2 separate regions of the Gossypium arboreum genome follow, and region 1 is linked to region 2. The links are chromatin contacts, called in public Hi-C maps. All regions are on one chromosome and are shown on one strand. Each heading gives the region's core, a stretch centred on a gene start, on an enhancer-like site or on the middle of the called end of the contact. The rest is flanking DNA. Distances are from core to core; before and after follow the strand shown. Region 1 holds the start of LOC108480090 (protein KTI12 homolog). Region 2 holds the start of LOC108482942 (pentatricopeptide repeat-containing protein At1g26460, mitochondrial).

What was found. A called contact is a pair of places that touch in the nucleus more often than the background predicts.
Region 1: a Hi-C map of leaf shows a contact between it and region 2, with 6 times the contacts expected there. The contact joins the promoter of LOC108480090 here to the promoter of LOC108482942 in region 2. A contact is called at or near these places in 5 of 5 Hi-C or Micro-C datasets (all in leaf).

The regions. Positions count from the first base shown.
Region 1 is chr3:45,117,568-45,120,384 of ASM2569848v2, reverse strand. LOC108480090 (protein KTI12 homolog) reads left to right here and starts at 1,438. Exons shown (of 4, transcript XR_001870545.2): 1 at 1,438-1,576; 2 at 1,901-2,817.
Region 2 is chr3:44,883,947-44,886,716 of ASM2569848v2, reverse strand. It overlaps LOC108482942 (pentatricopeptide repeat-containing protein At1g26460, mitochondrial), which reads left to right and starts at 1,506. Exons shown (of 7, transcript XM_053025694.1): 1 at 1,506-2,358. The coding sequence starts at 1,745. LOC108480867 reads left to right here. Exons shown (of 2, transcript XM_017783993.2): 2 at 1-367. The coding sequence ends at 279.

The sequences.
Region 1 (2,817 bases), core at 189-2,688, 230 kb before region 2:
GTCTATATTTATAGACATAAGAAGTAGAAATAGTATGAAACTTTATTTCTATTTAGACCTATCCATGGGACGAGCTGAGACAGATTTAGGTCGGGCCTTGCCAAAATTTTACGCCTGAACTTGGCTCAACCTAAAAATGGGCTTGAATAAAATGCTAAATCATGGGTTTGGCCCAATGAATTAATTTTTATATTATTTATTATATGAAAAATTTAAAATATAATACATCAAAATACTAAAACATTCAAATAAATGTTTCCTAACAATTTGAAAATAAATTAAAAATATTTATACTTAAATAACAAGAAGATAGGTGTAATTTAACAAGCAAATGTCTCTAAAACAATAACAAAATTAACAATAAAATAAGAGTTATACAATACGCAGACAATAATAACAAAATAATAGTAATATTATAGTGAAATGATAGCAAAATAGTGAAAAACAACAAGAAAACAACAATAAAATAACATTTTTTTTGTCTTTTTGCTAATTCGGGCCAAGCTCAAGCCAAAAGAGCCTTACTTGAGGCCCAACTTGTTTTTTAAATGGGCCTCATTTTTTTTGTCTAAGTCCATTTTTCGGACTTATATTTTTGCCCAAATTCTCTCACTTTTTGAGCATACCTTTTTGTCAGCTCAGGTGGCATGGCACATGAACAAATCTACTTTTAATAAACATGAGAGTCATAATATATATCAAACTTATCTTGATTTTGATGAACATCTATCTAATAATAAAATATTTATAATAAAAATAATATATTTAAACAATTTATATTTAAAAAATTATTTTTAAAAGAATATAATTTTTATATATTTTTAAAATGAATTTATAAAAAAAATTATATTTTTGAAAGGACTATAATTTTCAATAAAAATGTTATATTTCTCCAAATTTTCCACGAGAAAAAGAAGAATTGCTCGTAAGGACCTCACCTAGCAAGTCAAATGTCAACAAACAATCACATGGCAGCCCTTGGTTGGGCAACATGCCACATCAACATAAAATATGACGTAATCAAGGTTAGGTACCGAAATATTTAACGAAAACAAAAGTACATGTATGAAATTGGACATTTTGAAAATACATGTGTCACATTAGAACAAACCTAAAGTACAAGGGCCTTTCTTGCCATTATCCCATTTTAAAAATACGAAAAGTATAGATACTAAAGAAAATTAAATTGAAGAATACGCATAATATAGGAATAATAGCTTAATTTGACTTAAGGGACTCAATTTATATCATTCGGGTCAACTAGAAGTTTAAAATTTAAAAAGTACAACAATAAAAATTGGCCAATTAAAGTAGCTGAACTAATTCCACAACTAACACATAATACAGGGACTAATAACAAAATTTAACATATATTCATTAAAATGAACTATTGGTAAGTTGGGACTGAAGGCCCAATCTTGACCAAATCAAAGGGCCCAAATATAAGAAAATCCATAAAGTGCAAAAATATGATGGAAGCTTAGTGTTCCATTACATGCCTTTCCATTCAGGTCGGCGGATTCCTCCTAACGCGACCTCCCTCTCTGCCTGTCTGTTATTCAAATCTCCGACCAAGGTAATTTACTTAACTACGGTTTTCAAGTTTTTAGAACTTTTTGGCGGTTTAATCTTTGGTCCTTTTTCTTACTGCTTTTTGCAGGATTCTTCTGATCCCTAATTTAATTCTTTTGCAATTTTTCTAGATTATTTATTTTATTTCTGCATCTTGCTGAAATACGATCTGGGTTTCAGTTATATCTTCCATATAGTTTCCTATAAAACTATACATGTCTTATGTAATCTGAAAACTTTGAAGAATGTTACAGTATTAGCAAGTATATGTAAAAATTTGAGGCAAAGGAAAATCTTGATTTGAATTACTTTTTTAATTTATGAACAGTGAGATTTCAAGGAACTGCAGCTTAGCGAGCTGCGGTCTAAACCCAATTTTGTAAGAAAAAGACTTTAAAAAAAAAGATGGCATTGGTGGTAATTTGTGGGCAGCCGTGCAGTGGGAAGTCGACAGCTGCGAAATGTCTAGCTGAAGCTCTGAATGAATCAGAGTGTAAACAGACTGTAAGGATCATCGATGAGACTTCATTTCATCTTGATCGTAATCAGAGCTATGCTAATATGCCATCAGAGAAGAATTTACGGGGAGTGCTTAGGTCCGAAGTTGATAGGTCTGTCTCCAGAGATAATATCATTATAGTTGATTCTTTGAACAGTATCAAGGGTTATCGATACGAGTTGTGGTGTTTGGCTCGTGCTGCTGGGATAAGGTACTGTGTGTTGTACTGTGATGTTAGAGAATCGCAATGTAGGAAATGGAATGAAGAGCGTCGGGAGAAGGGAGAGGCTGCATATAATGATGTGATATTTGAGGATTTAGTTAGAAGATTTGAGAAACCGGATAGAAGAAATCGTTGGGATTCACCTTTGTTCGAGCTATGGGCTCATAATGATGGAGTGGAGAGATCTTCTATTGCCATTGTAGATGTGGTTTCGTATTTGACAAAAAAAGCAGACTCGAAATCTCGGGATGTTAAGATTTTGCAGCCAACCATTGCCACACAAAATACCCGGTTTTCAGAGGCAAATTCACTGTATGAGATGGACAGAGCCACGCAGGAGGTGATTAATGCTATTGTGGAAGCACAATCCCAGTCAATTGGAGGACCTCTTGCCAGTATCTCCATTGGTCAAGGTTTACCGAATATCGATATTTCTAGATCGGTTGGGTTGCCGGAGCTACGGAGATTGCGGAGAACATTCATCAAGTTAACAGGACAAACAAGTTTGAGTGGACGACCTCCC
Region 2 (2,770 bases), core at 257-2,756:
GTTTTCTTTTCGAAGAAATTTATTCATGCAAAAGTGATGCATCGAGGTACAAGCAAAGTGATATCAGTCGCAACCACGAATGCCAAGGATCTTAGAAACAATTTGGCATCACTCACAGACCACAATGCATGCAGAACAATCGGGAAACTTATTGCTGAACGATCAAAGGAAGCCGATGTGTATGCAATGTCTTACGAGCCTAGAAAGGGTGAGAGGATTGAAGGTAAGCTAGGCATAGTTCTTGACACCATTAAGGAGAATGGGATCATATTTGTATGAGCCAATCACACATTGGTGTAGTAAATTAATTTATTACTGAACTGTGGGAATGCAATCAATATTTGAGCCTCTTGATATTAGAATAGAATCATTTTTTAGTGCTATGTAGTATGAAATGATGAATGTTGTATTTGTAAAACACCTGCAGATGCTTTGCTGGCATCAAGCCAAAACCATATAATACTGTGAGCTAACATGAATAAGACATAAGCTGTAAACAATAACAAAAAATGAAGCACATCCGGAGAGTAGGAATCAATTATCCATTCTTATTTCTTCTTCTCAAACTCGATCACCACCCAAAAAGAGAAAGTAGTTTAAGTAAGTCACTTTTTTAATCTACTCGCTAATTGCCCTGCCACTGTTTTGAATGGTAAATGGACCTGTTAAAAGAAAATCTTAAATTTTATTACATTATTTTTTAATATGTCATACTCAACTTGTTAATACAACATACACTATCGTGTTAACAATTTAAGCTGAGGGAGTAATCTAATTAATACAATTAGGGTTAAAAAAAACCTATCAAACCAAGAAACTGAGTCGAATAGACAATTCTGTTCGTGTTTTTTTATAGTTTAGTTCAGTTCTAATTAGATGATTTCGTTGAACCACATCAATTCAGTTAGATTTCAGTTTATTTCATTAGATATCGAAAAGTTAAAAAAAAAAAGTTTAAAATTTTTAAAAAGAAACCCAAATTTAAATATATTTAAAATCCAAAACAAAACTCATTGCTTCTAAAAGCTAAATACAGTTTTATTATGCTTTTACATATTCTATAATTGAATAAAAATAAAAAATAAACCCTAAATCTAATTTCAAATTCATCCTCTTACGAATGCATTGTTTATTTATTATTGTTGTTAAAACTTTTAAAATTTGGATTACCATTATTAACATTTTCAAGTTGGGTGTTTTTTACTATCATTACACATTAAGAGTTATAAAATACAAATAATTTAATATTTAACCATGTTCAATGAAGGTTGAGTGTGATTAAATCAAAGTTTAATTGAATTTTTAATTATAAATTTTATAAATTATTTTTAAATAAATATATTAATTGAGATTTTATGTATCATTAAAAAAATAAAATTGCCAAATAATGTCTTAAAAACATAAAACAAAAATAATTTAATCTAATTATTAATAAAATTCAAAAGCTCAAAGCCCATATGAAACCCAAATCCGTACCGACCACCGATTCGAAAAATAAAAAAACCAAATACCCCGATTTCTTATAAACCGATCTCACCCCTCAATAAAAATTTGATTCTTTGCGAACATTTTTTAATTTAGGGATGAATTTAGAATCGGAAATACTTTGTGTATGTATAATGAAATTAACCCAATATTGAATTTACTATTGTCTCCTTCAAAGGCGATAACCCCTTTTCGTCGTCTCAAAAACCCTAACCTGAGAAGTTAGCTCTTTTGCTTCACTATTGACAGTGAACAAAAAATGGCTTCACAAATGGCGATCTTGACCAGAACACGAATCCTACTCCGAGTAAGCCAAGCCAAATCCATTTCCAGCTTCCCTTTCCTCTCTCAAGAACCCCAACTTGCCGAGTCAGCCCACACGGCTGAAACTCAAACCACCCCTCTCCCTCCCAACCCAGCCTCCGGCAGCCCCCTTTACCACGAGAACTGGCGAGACCCAAACGCAGCCAGAAAAACAACCTCCCTAGCGCAATCCCTTATTCCCCTCGGCTTCCTCAGCCAAACTCCTGGCCAACGGATTCAATACCTCTCCCAAATCCTTGATGCCCCTGCTTTAATGAACCATTTTGCTGATTTGATGACTCAGCAACGATGGACCGACGTGAAAGAGCTATTTGAGTTCTGGGTTCGATCGCTGGATAAGAATGGGAAGCCCAATAAGCCCGATGTGAATCTTTATAATCAGTATTTGAGGGCTAGTTTTATGATCGGAGCATCGGCAGGTGATTTGCTTGATTTGGTGGCGCAAATGGACGAGTTTGCCATTGTTCCCAATACAGCGACCTTTAATTTCGTTTTAAAGGCTATGAAGCAAGCTAAGGAAACTGAAGCTGCTGAGAAGCTGCTTGAACGGTTAGTTATAGTAGCACTATGCTCCCCCCAATTTCTCTCTTTTAAAGCCCTATGTTTTTTTTTGGGGTGTTTTGGATAATTGTAGGTTGCCTTTTGCTTGAAAGTTCCATAAATATTTGAGTTAATAAATGAGAAGGGATATAACTAAAATTGTTTCTAATTTGCTGCTAAAGTTTGTTTATTTGCATTTCGTAGCAGTGAGCTTGGATTAATCTTTTAAGTTAATTTTGTTTCTTTTTTTGTAATTATATTGAGAGTTTGGATTTTTTTTATTTAAAATGATATATATAATATATTTTTTGTTACAATCACTTCTGCCATACTATCGGACTTGGGGTTGTGTGGTCGTGGATGAATATATATATTTCCTTTTAAAACTTTAAAGACCTTTTTTTCATCAATTTGCTTTCAA